2 separate regions of the Oryctolagus cuniculus genome follow, and region 1 is linked to region 2. Evidence: chromatin contacts called from public Micro-C data. All regions are on one chromosome and are shown on one strand. Each heading gives the region's core, a stretch centred on a gene start, on an enhancer-like site or on the middle of the called end of the contact. The rest is flanking DNA. Distances are from core to core; before and after follow the strand shown.

Evidence for each region. Hi-C and Micro-C count contacts between places; a contact is called where the count stands out from the background.
Region 1: a contact with region 2 is called in a Micro-C map of ear pinna, with 2.7 times the contacts expected there. The contact joins the promoter of CHST15 here to the enhancer-like site in region 2. A contact is called at or near these places in 2 of 6 Hi-C or Micro-C datasets (ear pinna and an unstated tissue).

The regions. Positions count from the first base shown.
Region 1 is chr15:7,214,802-7,221,538 of mOryCun1.1, reverse strand. CHST15 (carbohydrate sulfotransferase 15) reads right to left here and starts at 5,053. Exons shown (of 9, transcript XM_017338088.3): 1 at 4,595-5,053.
Region 2 is chr15:7,105,544-7,111,995 of mOryCun1.1, reverse strand. No RefSeq gene overlaps it. Among named protein-coding and RNA genes, the nearest start is that of CHST15, 110 kb to the left of the region's middle. Within about 2 kb of position 4,460, at least 1 of the 8 cell types and tissues checked has an H3K27ac peak or open chromatin away from gene starts, as enhancers often do. A contact at or near this core is called in ear pinna, where this site is marked.

The sequences.
Region 1 (6,737 bases), core at 3,804-6,303, 110 kb before region 2:
ATTGAGCGCTTCCTGGATGCCAGGCAGTGTGCCCAGCTGTCTCGGGCCAGGGGTGAAGTTGCTAGCCCAGGTGCCCGCTGCCCTCCCCAGAGGCTCCTGGAAGGCGCCTGCCAGCAGCGTTATGTAATTCTGACTTGCACCAGCCTCGCCTCGCCTCGCCCACGGATCTGAGCTCTGCGCTCTGCCCCCACGTACCTGCCCCGGGGTGGCACCTGGGGCCAGGCGGAAACGCTTCCCGCTTCCCGCTGCACCCCTTCTGAAAGCCGCGAAGAGGAGGACCTGCCTCCCACCTGCCTCCCCCGCTAACCCAACCACTTGCTGATTCATGCCTACCTCCTCCTGAAGCAGCCGAAAACGCTCTCCACCCCCACCGCCTCTCCCCTCCCTCCTCCCATGACACAGTCCTTGAGTCTTCCCGCTACCTAGACCTGGGACAGCCCCCACCCCCACCCCCACATCTCTAAAGCAGTCCAGGGGACACACTTGGGCCAGCTGCCCAGCACAAGGCCACTGTCACCTGCTGCCTGCCTCCCCAGCTCACACACTTTGTAGGAAAAAGCCTGCAGGGGCCAGAACCAACACAAAACCTTGAGCCCCTTCGGGACATTTAGAGATGTCATTTAGACACCAGCCGGCCAGGTGACTGCTGCCTCCAACCCTCCTCTCGAGCTACAGTGAGTGACCCGAAGCACTCGATGTCAGAGACCCCACTCCCTGATGAATCAGACCTTAACACAGGGACAGCGCAGAAATGCCTTGTGCCAGTGCAAACATTCTCAAAGGCCTTTTTTTAGTTCTCCGCACAGTAACACAGCTACGCTTTGAAGTAACAACATCCACCCCCAACCCCACTCCAGCTGACAGACCCCAAGAGGAGACAGGCTGCCTTATCCTCCAATGCCAGAGATCCCTTGGAATCCCACGCTGCTAGTCCCGCCCACTAACAGCTTCAGAAAAATGGCACTCCCAGGCAGCCACTACTTTCAAAGCTAGCTGCTGCTTCTAGCACTTGACCACTCTTCTTTCCTTCAAACGGGCTCCAGAGGGCACCTGTGCAACCCTGGGCCTGCAGGTGCCCTGGGAGGGGCACAGGGTCTGGACATGGAGACAGGAAAAGTGACAGCTGCCAACCACAGGGGCTGTCCCAGGGAGTCCCAAGCCAGTGTGGTGGAGATGAAGGAGGGGCCCGAGAGCTGGAGACTCAGGTCCACACCCGCTCTCCACTCACCGGCGGTGACCCTGGCACAGCCCTCCCGGCTCTGAAATTCTGTTTCCACATCTGCAAAGGCAGGCTCCTCCCCCCCCCCCGCACCCTGCTTCGCAGCACTGTGCCCCAGCCCCATCATCCTACGAGGGCTGGGATCCTGCAGCTTCATCCCCTCTGGCTCAACTGGGGGTGGGGGTGGGGTTTATTTGGTGAAGGAAATGACACCAAAGTTTCATGCACAATCTCACTTTGCACAGGGTGGCAGCTCACCGAGGAGCTGGTGAATGAGCGCCGGACACCCAAGCCAAGTGGGAGACGGAGCTTCGCCAACCTCATCTCCAGCGTCGGCCCGCGGCCAGGCATGACGGCACCCTGGACACACAGTCCCTCGGCCTGCCGGGCGGGACCCCTGCGCCCCAGTGCACTCTTCCAAGCCAGATGGCACGCTTCCTCTACCACACTCCTAGAATCTGAGCCCACACCCCAATACCCAAGCTAGGGAATTCTCTTGCAGAAGAACACGCTTGTCTGATTTTTCCCCGGTGCTGGAGCTGCGTGGAGGCTGCTCCCGCGGGTGGGCACGCGCTCACCTGTTCCAGACAGCCCAGGTGTGCTCCTCTCCCGGCCGCTCCACGAGCAGGGCAGCTTCCAGTCCTGTCTGCACCACCTGAGGCAGCCACAGCCCAGCACTCACCCCGCCCCAGCAGGTTCAAAAGGCCCGAGGCTGCCCGGCCCAGCTGTTTCATGTGCAGTTTCTTCTCTGCTGTTTCTCAAGACACAAAATAAGCAGAGCTGGCTTTCCAGCCACGACCGTGCCTCCACACGTTGCCTCTTCCCCGTGCTCTCAGCACACGGAACCCACACGCCCCCCGACTCCTCACCGGGTCAGCCAGGGACCCGCACCTTCGTGCCGGCTGCCGTGAGAGCAGCTGCTTTGCTTTCGTACTTTTTCCTCCCAGGTTGCTACTGCCCCCGGCCAGGACAGTGGCTCCAGCACCCGAGCCCTAACCACCAAAGGACAGCAAGGCACACCTGCCCCCCCACGCCCTGCGCAGGGTCCGGATCAATGAACCCTGCGCTTTGCCAACTGCATTTCTCCTTCAGGGACCCTAGCAGCCCAAGCCCTTGGAGGGAAAGCCAGGCCTGTGGCTCCACTCCCAGCGCACCTGCCAGGGTCTCGCTGGCAGACAGCCCACCGCAGGCTGCCTCGCCTCCCCTGCTTAGCCTCTCAGCCAAGAGGTGGCTGGGAAAAACATCTTCCTGCCAGTCTCCCATGAGTCTCTGCAGGCAGAGAAACTTATTTCATAAGAGCTACCCAACTAAGAGGAACTTCCACTCCTATACTATTTTAAACAAAATCACAGGTCATCTGTACAACTTCGTGCATCAGTCGGGATCCTGGTTCCACACACGGTTTGCAGAATTCATCAGCGCCATGTTCTATAAGGGAAGATTTCTGATTTTGCAACTGGGAATGAGGGTTGGGGCCGGGTAGGAGAGCTCCAGGGCGTGGACGACGTGGGAGGGGCCAAGAGAAATTCTGAGCAAACCTCTAGGCCTCAGCTTGCCTCTGGGACCCTCCTGGGTGGCTACCCCCATCCGAGGGCAGCCCGCACCACCCAGGGGTCGCAGTAGGGAGCGGGCTCAGCCTCCACGGGCAGCCTCACCGAGGCGCTGCCAGAACCCCAACTTCATTCCTGAAAACTCCATGCCCTTGACTTACCCAATACGAACACGCCAAGGTGCCCAACTGACATGCCGGCCCGCGCCCGCCCGCAGGGGCACGAGGTCAGCCGGCCCCTCCAGGGGCTGCTCCCAGCCCCGGGCCTGGCCGCAGCCGCCGCCGCCTCCACCAACCTCCAACTGCCCGCAGCCAGCAACCGAGCCCAGCCTTCCGCGTCTGCTCGCGCCGCTCCAGCAGCGCCGGCCGACCCGGAGCGCAGGGCGAGCGGGCAGCGTGGGCACTGGGATCGCGACGGGGCGGCCACGCCGCGCTGCCTGGAGCCCGGCGGCAGCTAAGGCTCCACACGCACACGGCGCGCGCGCCGGCCAATCGGTTCTCCGGGAGGAGTCGGAGACGCGGCCGTAGCGCTCCATTCATTGCCCCCAGCGCCAGGTTCCCTTCGCGGCGGCGCCGCCTTCCAGCGATCCCAGCGGGCTCCACGGGGGCCAACTGCGCCACGCCCGCACCCGCCGCCCCAGCCCCCGCGTCCTCTCCACCGGCACACGCAGCCCAGCAGACGCGCCAGCTCGGGGCCCCTGCCAGCCCGGCTCCCCGCCGCCGTCCCCCGCGCGGCTCAGACCTGCCTCGCTCGGCTCGCCGCGCCCAAGCAGCCCGGGGACGCCGCGGGGAAGCGCCTGCAACTCCCGAGTCACGCCGCCTCCCGAGACACGGCGGGGCGCGGGGAGGGGAGAGGGTGGGGGCGGGGAGGAGGGAGACGAGGGGGCGGGGAGCAAAAGTTCAGGCGGCCCCGGGCTCGGCCGCACCGCGTCCCCGCGGGCTCCCCTCCCGGAACCGTGTCCCACGGGCGAGCGCGCCTGAGACCTCCTCCCTCCCTTCCTCCCAGGGAGGCCACAGGGCCCGAGCCCGCGCCCAGGGACAGAGTGGCAGATGCCCCCCTACCTGCCCCGGGCCAGGCCTGGAAACTTCCCCGAAGTGCGTGGGGGTGCGGGGCGCGCGACTAGGGCGAATCCCAGTGTCTCGCCCCACGGCCCAACGCACGCCCCCACCGTGAAAGCAGCGGCGTTTGCAGGTCCCCGCTCGCAGCTCCCGGGACTGGGCGGCGCGCGGGCGCCTGACTGCGAGCCCCCGGGCCGTTGTGCAGGACAGCGGGCCGGTGCGTGCCCGCGGCGTGCGTCTCGCCAGCCTCCAAGCCGTCCACAACGCCACCGCGCCACCGCGCCACCGCCCGGCCCGCTTTCCCCAGCTCCGGCCGCAATCTCTCCGGCTTGGGAGGGGGCGTGTGAGCCCCGGCGACGCCGCCGGGCAGCCTTTCCAGCCAGGTCCCCAAGCGCGCTAGGCGCCCGGAGCGCGGCCAGGACCCGCCGCGAGGGGACGCCTGCCGCTGGGGGCGGCGGGAGCCTCGGGGAGGCCGGGCGGCGGGGCGCGGGGCCCAAACCTGCCTGGGCTCGGCGCGCTCGCAAGTTCATTGTCTGCCTGGGCCGCCGCCGCCGCCGCCGCCGCCGCCGCCGCGACCGCGCCGGGAGCGCAGCGGGGAGCGAGGCTGCGCGCAGCCTCCGCCGGCCCGGACTCCTAACGCCTGGCGCCGGCCGCCACCCGCACTGCTCCGCGGGAACTAGAGGGGCCCCGGGGCCGCGAGCCCGAAGCCAGACCCACACGGCGGCTGGTCGCCGCCCGCACCCCCGCACCTGGCCCCCGACGCATACCTGGCAAGCCCGAGTCCAGCCCGCCAGCCTCTGCGGCTCCGGCTCCGCGGGAGCGCGCCCAGCCCCGCGCCTGGAGCCCCGCATCCAAGGCGCGTCAACCTGCTCCCCGAGCGCAGCCTGGAAAAGTTTGGGAGTGACGTGCTGGCGGCGAATGCAGCGTCCGAGCAGAACCCGCCCCCGCCGGTGTAGCGCGGCCACGCATCGGCCCGCGCCTGGAACGCGAGGCGAGGCCCCCGCCCCTCCCCTTCCGAGGAGTCCCGGCGGTGGGATGCGGTGACCGCGAAGAGGCCAAGCGGAACCCCCGGGGTCTGGCGGGGGCCGCCCGCCGGGGGCATCTATAAGGAACTTGGCGGTCTGCAGCCCCATGCATCGATATTCAAGGCCCCGGCGCGGTGGGTTGGGCGCCCCCTGTTGTGCTTTTGCGTCCTGCGAAGGCTGGCCTGGCTCCTGGGCCCAGCGCGTTTGCTCCTGCGGGACCCCAAGCTCCACTGCCCGCTGTAGTGGCCAGGAGGCGGCTGCTCAAGCCAATACCCCCCGCCAGCCCACACCCCCGCCCCTGACGGCCAAGGCCCGACACTCCGGATTCTGGACTGAAGTCGCCATCAGTTAAAAAAAAAAAAACACCTCCTGTTCCAGGGGGACTCACTCGGGGGGGGGGCGCTTGGAGCGCCAGGCCCTGGCTTCCAGGAAAGTGGGGTCCGAGGCACAAGCCAAGAATCTGCCATCCTTTGCCCAGGATCCCATAGCCAGAGTCCCACAGCCTCTTCCTCAAAGCTCCCGGGAGTGGAGCGGGAAGCACTTCCTAAAGTATGGAGTGGGCGCACGCCCCTGTGAACGCGCGCACGCCTGTGTGAACGCGCTGCCTCTTCGCTTTTCCTTTTGCGGGGCTTGAGGCTTCCCCTGCCCCGAGAAGCCACCCCGAGGCCCTCAACTTCAGCTCAGCATCCATGGCAACTATCGCAGAGGTCACAATCGGAGGATTATAACTGCAGATGGGAATTGGCACGCGAGGGGTGTTCTCTGAAACCCACCCTTGTCTCCCTGGGAAGAATGCCGCTCACAGAAAACCTGCGGCGAGAGGCGAAGGCAGCAGCGAGACCAGCCTTGGAATCGCAGCCCAGATTGCTTTTTCCATGTAGACTCCACTTGGTGGGTTTTGTTCTTTATTATATTTTTTTAAACAAAAACCTGCTTCTGGAAATACAATGAGCTGCTTTTTGCAGGGTTCACAATTCCCAATAGATGCTGATGCCATTTTTCAAGGTCTTACCCACGTTGTGGCTTGGGGCTTATTTATGAGCTCCCAAGAAAAGCCTGCCTTTCAGTGCGGTTTATATACTGGAGTAATTGCACAGAGACACAGAGCAGACACAGCTGGCAAAGAGGCTCGCCTATACACGCGTCTGGGAGGAAGGCCCTGGGCGAGGCAGCTGTCCGGCCGGGTGTGCAGGGGTTTAAACAAACACGGGGAAGGGTCTGCGGCCACAGCGAGGAGGAACCCCGTCCTACGGCCACAGGCGCTCCCCACTTCCTCTCCTTCCCCCAGACCGGCACCAAAGTGGCACCCCGCCCTCTCAGATCACCTCCCGGTGCGGACACCCGGGACCGCAGCTGACCAGAGCAAAGTGCTTTCATTAAAATCACGGTGCCGCTTTGATGCAAATTCCACGAGGGACTGTCCTTTAAAAAAAAAAAAGATTTATTTATTTTTATTTGAAAGGCAGAGTTATAGAGAGCTAGGGAGCAACAGAGGTCTTCCATCCTCTGCTTCACTCCCCAAATGGCTGCAATGGCTGGAGCTGGAGTTGGTCCAGTCCCAAACCAGGAGCCAGGAGCTTCTTCCAGGTCTCCCACACGGGTGCAGGGGCCCAAGGACTTGGGCCATCCTCCAATGCTTTCCCAGGCCATGGCAGAGAGCTAGATCAGAAGTGGAGCAGCCAGGCACCAAATCGGCACCCATACGGGATGCTGGCACTGCAGGTGGCGGCTTTACCCGATGCCCACGATGCTGCCTCCCCAAGGGACTTTCTAACGGCCTTCCCACATGTGTAATTTGCCCCCTGAAAGTGAATTTCTAAACAATTACCCAGGCGTCACACGTGGGCCTGATATTCAGGAGAGCTGAGTGAGCACCCGGACACTG
Region 2 (6,452 bases), core at 3,211-5,710:
GCTGCCACCAGCTCTGCCTTCTTCCTGCCCCTGCTGCCGGCTCTGCTGCTGGCCCACAGGGAGGCTGCCCGGCTCCCCTGGGGGCTGGGGTGGGAAGGGGACAGAGACAGCAGCTGGGACAGGAGGTACCAACTGCGGGCAGGCGCTCAGCAGCCCCGAAGAGGCAGCCCCAGTGCGCCGCCCGTGCCAGACCCGAGAAGGAACTGATGAGAAAAACACGCCACCCCGGGGCAGAGCCGGGCGTTCTCGGTTTCTTTATGAACGGTGCCAGCTGCCAAGAATTTCAAAGGAGTGCTTCTGAGTGCAGCCAACCACTGCGTGAACTCAGATCCTAACTCCCAAAATAGCACTTGGCGGCCGTGGGGAACAAGGGGCTCCCTGTAAACTCGAGAGGTCTCAGGACACAGAGGGACCCCGACAGTCGCCCGCTCCCCACCCCGACCCAGCCCCATGGAACCCAGGCTTCCTGCCAGCAGCTGGCCTGGCTGTGCCCGCCCCTGGGTGGGGCCCCCTGAGTAGCAGCTCCTCCTTCCCAGCGGACATCTGACTGGCCACATGAGAGACCCACGGCAGAACCACTGAGCCTCTCCCACATTCCTGACCCGCAGAACTCGGTGAGCAAGCGACTGCAGGGTTGTTTGAAGCCACTGACATGGAGCAGTTTTGGTACTGTGGTGGGTGTCACCGGTGCAACCGCCATGGCAACTGCGGTGTGCAGACAGGCAATCAGGAGCCCCCGACAGCCCCAGCGTCAGCCTGTGAGAGGCTGGCCGGCAGCAGCCCGGGGGCCGGGACTTACAGGCCCCGACACGGGCAGTACCAAGACTGTCCCAGAGAACAAGCAGGGAATGGCTTCACGCGTACACCTGCGGTGGCAGGTACAGAACAGAACAGCGGTTCAAAGGATGATTTCCCAGACTTCTCAGTGTCCCTTGCAACACCCAGCCAGTTGTCCCGGGTGCCGCTCCAACAGAGGCGGGAAAAGTCTTGCAGGATATTACAAGTGCACCCCAAAAGAGCCACTCAGGAATTGAAGGGGGGGCCGGCACTGTGGCGGAGTGGGTTAACGCCCTGGCCTGGGGCGCCAGCATCCCGTATGGGCGCCGGTTCTAGTCCCAGCTGCTCCTCTTCCAATCCAGCTCTCTGCTATGGCCTGAGAAAGCAGTAGAAGATGGCCCAAGTGCTTGGGCCCCTGCACCCACATGGGAGACCCGGAAGAAGTCCTGGCTCCTGGCTTCAGATTGGCACAACTCCGGCTGTGGCAGCCATTTGGGGAGTGAACCATCAGACAGAGGACCTCTGCCTCTCCTCTCTCTGTGTAACTCTGACTTTCAAGTAAAATCAATAAATCTCTAAAAAAAAGAAAAGAAAAGAGAAAAGAAAAGAAATGAAGGAGTGGGAGCACTGGGCCGGGACTCCTGGGGCCCCGCGAAGGGGCGTGGCCTCAGGGGGCGGAGGCCCAATGGGAACCGCCCCCCAGCAGTCTGCGCCTTGGTTCTTCACCCACACAATCAACAGTGAAGGGGCATTCGGGGAGTGCCTTGCAAACTGTAAAGAGCCTGGACGTGAACACGGCTCCACCGCATTCCGGAAGCACAGCCCCGGGGCAGCACGGGAGACGAGCCCCAAATCCAAGACACCTAAAGCAGGGCCACAGCCAGGACTCCACCACCTGCCCAGACCCAGAGAACCTGCCAGCCCGCGACCCTGGGCAAGCTGTCCACCTCCCTCCTTGTACAGAAAGTGGAACTGGAAAACTGCACGGACCCTCTGAGGCCGGACGCTTCAGGCGTCTGTATCCCGGGGCAAATCATCGCGGACCAGCTCCAATCGCTCTGCAAAGCTGCGTGCAGACATCCCCACTCCCCTTCCCGCTCTTCCCGCTGGAGGACTGTCTGCACAGGCCCAGAGGGTGCAACAGCGGGAGAGAGGAAGTGCTTGGGCCCCTGCACTGGGAGACCAGGAGGAAGCACCTGGCTCCTGGCTTCAGATCAGCGCAGTGCCAGCCGTAGCGGCCATTTGGGGAGTGAACCAACGAAAGGAAGACCTTTCTCTCTGTCTCTCCCTTTCACTATCTAACTCTACCTGTCAAATTAAAAAAAAGAAGAAGAAAGAAAACTCGTAGATTCAAAACAGTCTTACCGCTGGCTTCCTGAAATAACTAATAAACACACAGAAACGTCAAGCACGCCATAAAGCTTCCTGCAGGCGGTCAAAGCTCAGGCTCAGCCTCACGGAGCCACGCGCCGGCTCCCTCTCTCCGCACCTGCCAGCCAGGCTTGCTCAGTCCCTGGCGTTCTCCTCCCCCTCCAGCTCCAACTGGGGAGCCTGCATTCCCCGTGGGTGTGGCCAAGAGCTCGGAGCTACCTTCCTGCCAGCCTCTACCCACAGGACAGGGGCTCCATGCCAGGCATCACCGCCAAGGACGCTGGGTGTGCTCACGAACACTGGACGGAGCCCACCCAGCTCACCTGCTGGCCAGAGCTTTCTTGGGAAAGGCAAAACTGGAGCCTGCCACCACCAGTGTCCAGAGTGGCAGCTTGGAGAGTGTACCTAGGGAAAGGCAGCACGTAAGAAAAGAGAGCGCAGGGGCCAGCGAGTGGCGTAGTGGGTAAAGCCGTGGCGTGCAGTGCCGGCATCCCAAATGGGTGCCGGTTCTAGTCCCGGCTGCTCCACTTCCCATCCAGCTCTCTGCTGTGGCCTGGGAAAGCAGTAGAAGATGGGCCTAAGTTCTTGGGCCCTTGCACCCATCTAGGAGACCCAGAAGAAGCTCCTGGCTCCTGGCTTTGGATCAGCGCAGCTCCAGCCATGGTGGTCATCTGGGGGAGTGAACCAGTGGATAGAAGACACCTCTCTCTCTGCCTCTTCAAGTAAATAAATAAATCTTTAAAAAGAGAGAGAGAGCGAGAGAGAGGGCAGAGAACAGACTTTGCTTGAACAGAAGAGAGGGAAGCTCAAGTCCAAGGGCATTCTTGAAAATTCTGGCTTCAGGCCGGCACCGTGGCTCAATAAGCTAATCCTCCACCTAGCGGCGCCGGCACACCGGGTTCTAGTCCGGGTTGGGGCACCAGATTCTGTCCCGGTTGCCCCTTTTCCAGGCCAGTTCTCTGCTGTGGCCCGGGAAGGCAGTGGAGGATGGCCCAAGTGCTTGGGCCCTGCACCCCATGGGAGACCGGGAGAAGCACCTGGCTCCTGGCTTTGGATCAACGCGGTGTGCCGGCCGCAGCGCGCTGGCTGCGGCGGCCATTGGAGGGTGAACCAACAGCAAAAGGAAGACCTTTCTCTCTGTCTCTCTCTCTCTCATTATCCACTCTGCGTGTCAAAAAAAAAAAAAAAAGAAAAAGGAAGGAAGGAAGGAAGGAAGGAAGGAAGGAAGGAAGGAAGGAAGGAAGGAAGGAAGGAAGGAAGGGAAAATTCTGGCTTCAGTCAATGAGTGTCAAGCTAACCCAGAGATGGGCTGCAGAGCAGGGGAGACACCGCAAGCACAGCCCTCCTGGGTCGAAGCCGACCTTCAAGTCCAGCCTCAAACATCTCCACCCCCACCCCACCCCGACTGCAATCAACTGGATCCGCCCGTGCAAGCTAGAACAGCCTGGGGCACTTTATAAACAGGGGCGAGTCCTCCAGTTCTGCTGCACGTGGAGCCTAACCTACTGGGTGCATTTCCAAAAGAAGCCAACAGCTTAAGAGATCGGGAAAAGACAGAGCCAGAGACAGCCCTGTCCCCCACCTCGTCCCCGGTGCCACTGTGCACGAGCTCTGCTCCCCAGGACGATGGGATGAGATCGACCGTGGTGGGGGACGCACTGCTCTGTGAACTCGCCAGAAACCACCGAGCTGTGCAGGCCACGTTGAACCCAGTACGTTGTATACGCGAATTACATACTAACCCCACAGCAGTCCAAGCACTAACCCAGATGGCGAGTGGCCGAGGCACGTCCCAATAGGACGTCAAGGAACTGAGTCTTTTTTTTTTTTTTTTTTTTTTTTTTTTGACAGGCAGAGTGGACAGTGAGAGAGAGAGACAGAGAGAAAGGTCTTCCTTTTGCCGTTGGTTCACCCTCCAATGGCCCCCGCAGCCGGCGCGCTGCGGCCGGCACACTGTGTTGATCCGAAGCCAGGAGCCAGGTGCTTTTCCTGGTCTCCCATGGGGTGCAGGGCCCAAGCACTTGGGCCATCCTCCACTGCACTCCCGGGCCACAGCAGAGAGCTGGCCTGGAAGAGGGGCAACCGGGACAGAATCCGGCGCCCCGACCGGGACTAGAACCTGGTGTGCCAGTGCCACAAGGCGGAGGATTAGCCTAGTGAGCCGCAGTGCCAGCAGGAACTGAGTCTTAAGGACGGGAATGGCCCGGCCCGCAGACAGCAGGAGGGGAACCTGCAGGAGCTGACTTCCGGGGATCCGCGGCGCCTGCTTTTCTCTACAGCAACCTAGATTCCAGGCCGGCTTGGCTTCCGCGGCTCCTGCCGAGCCGGCCTTGACTTGAAATGAATAGAAATCCCAGGGAGGCTCCCAGGAGGGTGCCCCTCGCTCCCATCCTGTCTGTGTCTTTTTCCCTCATCGAGGGCCCAGCCCACGCCCAGGTGTGTCACAGCGCAGTTCCCCAGACAGCCCGAGAGAGGCAGCTCTCGGCTCCAGAGGCTTCTACTCAGACCCCCAGCCCTGGGAAGGAACCGCACTTCCCCCCAAAGATTGTTCGGGCCAGGCCGAAGTCACCACTGTGGGATCAGAGCCTTGGCGACCGCCTCCCTGAAGGAGAGACCCCTCCGTTCAGAAAACGGGTCTGTTCAGCTCTGCCACTCACTAGGCAGGTGACCCAGGCAGGCCACGTGATCTCTCTGAGCCTCAGTATCCCCATCTGTGCAATGGGCACTCCAATAACTACCTCAAGGATTAGGTAAGATATGGTTTGTAAGGGTGTTTTGTGCTATTTCCTTCCTTTCCAACTGTCACAAGCCAGAGACTCATCTCCTGTCCCCTCCCTCGGCTACTGCAAACCGCCTCCCTCCCACGCTGAGAGGTGGCCTGGGCTCTCCAGCTCAGAGCTGCTTGGACTGACTTACAAGGAAACTGAAGTTGAACAGGAGGTGAGTGATGGAAAGTTAACCACCACACCCTGCGGGGCTAGCCAGGGGCCATCAGGACTGGGCCTCTTTGGTCTGCTCTCTGGGTAGTGGACCCCTCCACGTGGTGGCCTCCACGTAGCCACAGTGGGGCTGCAGGACGATAGTGGGCACTAGGGGAGAGGCTGGGGCCGGTGCAGCCGTGACAAAGCATGGACGCCCACTGGGGTTGGCAGACCCCACAGCTAGGAGTCTCCTCCGAAAGCCACGCCCTGGGCCATGGCGCTCCCTCTGCATGCATTTCCAATACAGATATTTGGGACTAAAACCATAACTCCTCTGGCCGAGTTTGGGGTGGGGGAATAACCCCACGCGCAAGTCCAGGCAGCAGCAGTCCCGTTCCCCCCTCCCTGCAAGGTCGGCCTCCCCCAGCAGGAGTCCAGCACGGGGGCTGCTGGCCTGGCACCAGCCAGTTCCCAGCGTGACCGGGGAGCTCAGAGGCCCCACGAGAGCCCACCCAAAATGCTACCCTGGCAGAGCCCCCAGGACCTGGGTAGGATACGGGAGACGAGGGGAGAAAGAGGGAGTCAGGCGGAGTCACAGAAGGGAGGAGGTAGCAGAGACCAAAGCTGCCCCCAATGGCAGGTGGACAGCTCTGCCCCAAGACCAGGCCACGGCACAAGTCCAAGGCAGCTGCTCCCCCCGGGGACCACGCCGCCCCCTATGGGTTGGGTGAGTCCCATGTCAGCCCTGTTCCCCTCACCTCCCCTTATTTGGGTATGAAAGGGACAGGTTTCTAGACACACACAGAATCTGGCAGCTACACATCCAGGGTTCAGCTCCCAGGCCAGGCAGGACCGCAAAGTGCAAGTCGGGGAGGTGGGCTCTGGAGCCTGCTGGCTGGGGGTCTTCTCTCTATGGCCCCTGGATGGTGGCATTGCGCTCCCCAAAAGGGCACCTTGAAGTCCTCACTGTGGTACCTCACTTGGAAGTGGGCCCATCGCAGATACCTTTAGTGACAGAGCCGTACGGAAGCAGCCAGGCCCTATGACCAGCAGGCTGGGGTTCCTAGAAGAGAGACTTGGCATGGAAACAGAGCCACACAGGGAGAACACCGTGTGACCATGGGGTGGAGAGGGAGAGGGCGGCTGAGGCCAGGGACAGGCAGCCACCACGGGGAGTGGACAGAAGCAAGGAGGGCTGCTCGTCCCACCCTGGGGGGCGCCACCAGCTCCCAGCTGACCTCAGCCTTCTGGGGGTGCGGTCTCTGGTGTGTGGCTCTTCATTCCACTGTCACTGCAAACCGACCCAGGCCCCAAGCTCAGCCGCCTCGTCCCACCCACCCTGGCGCTCCAGGTGCAGAGCTGGCAGAGAGAGGCTAGGACTGA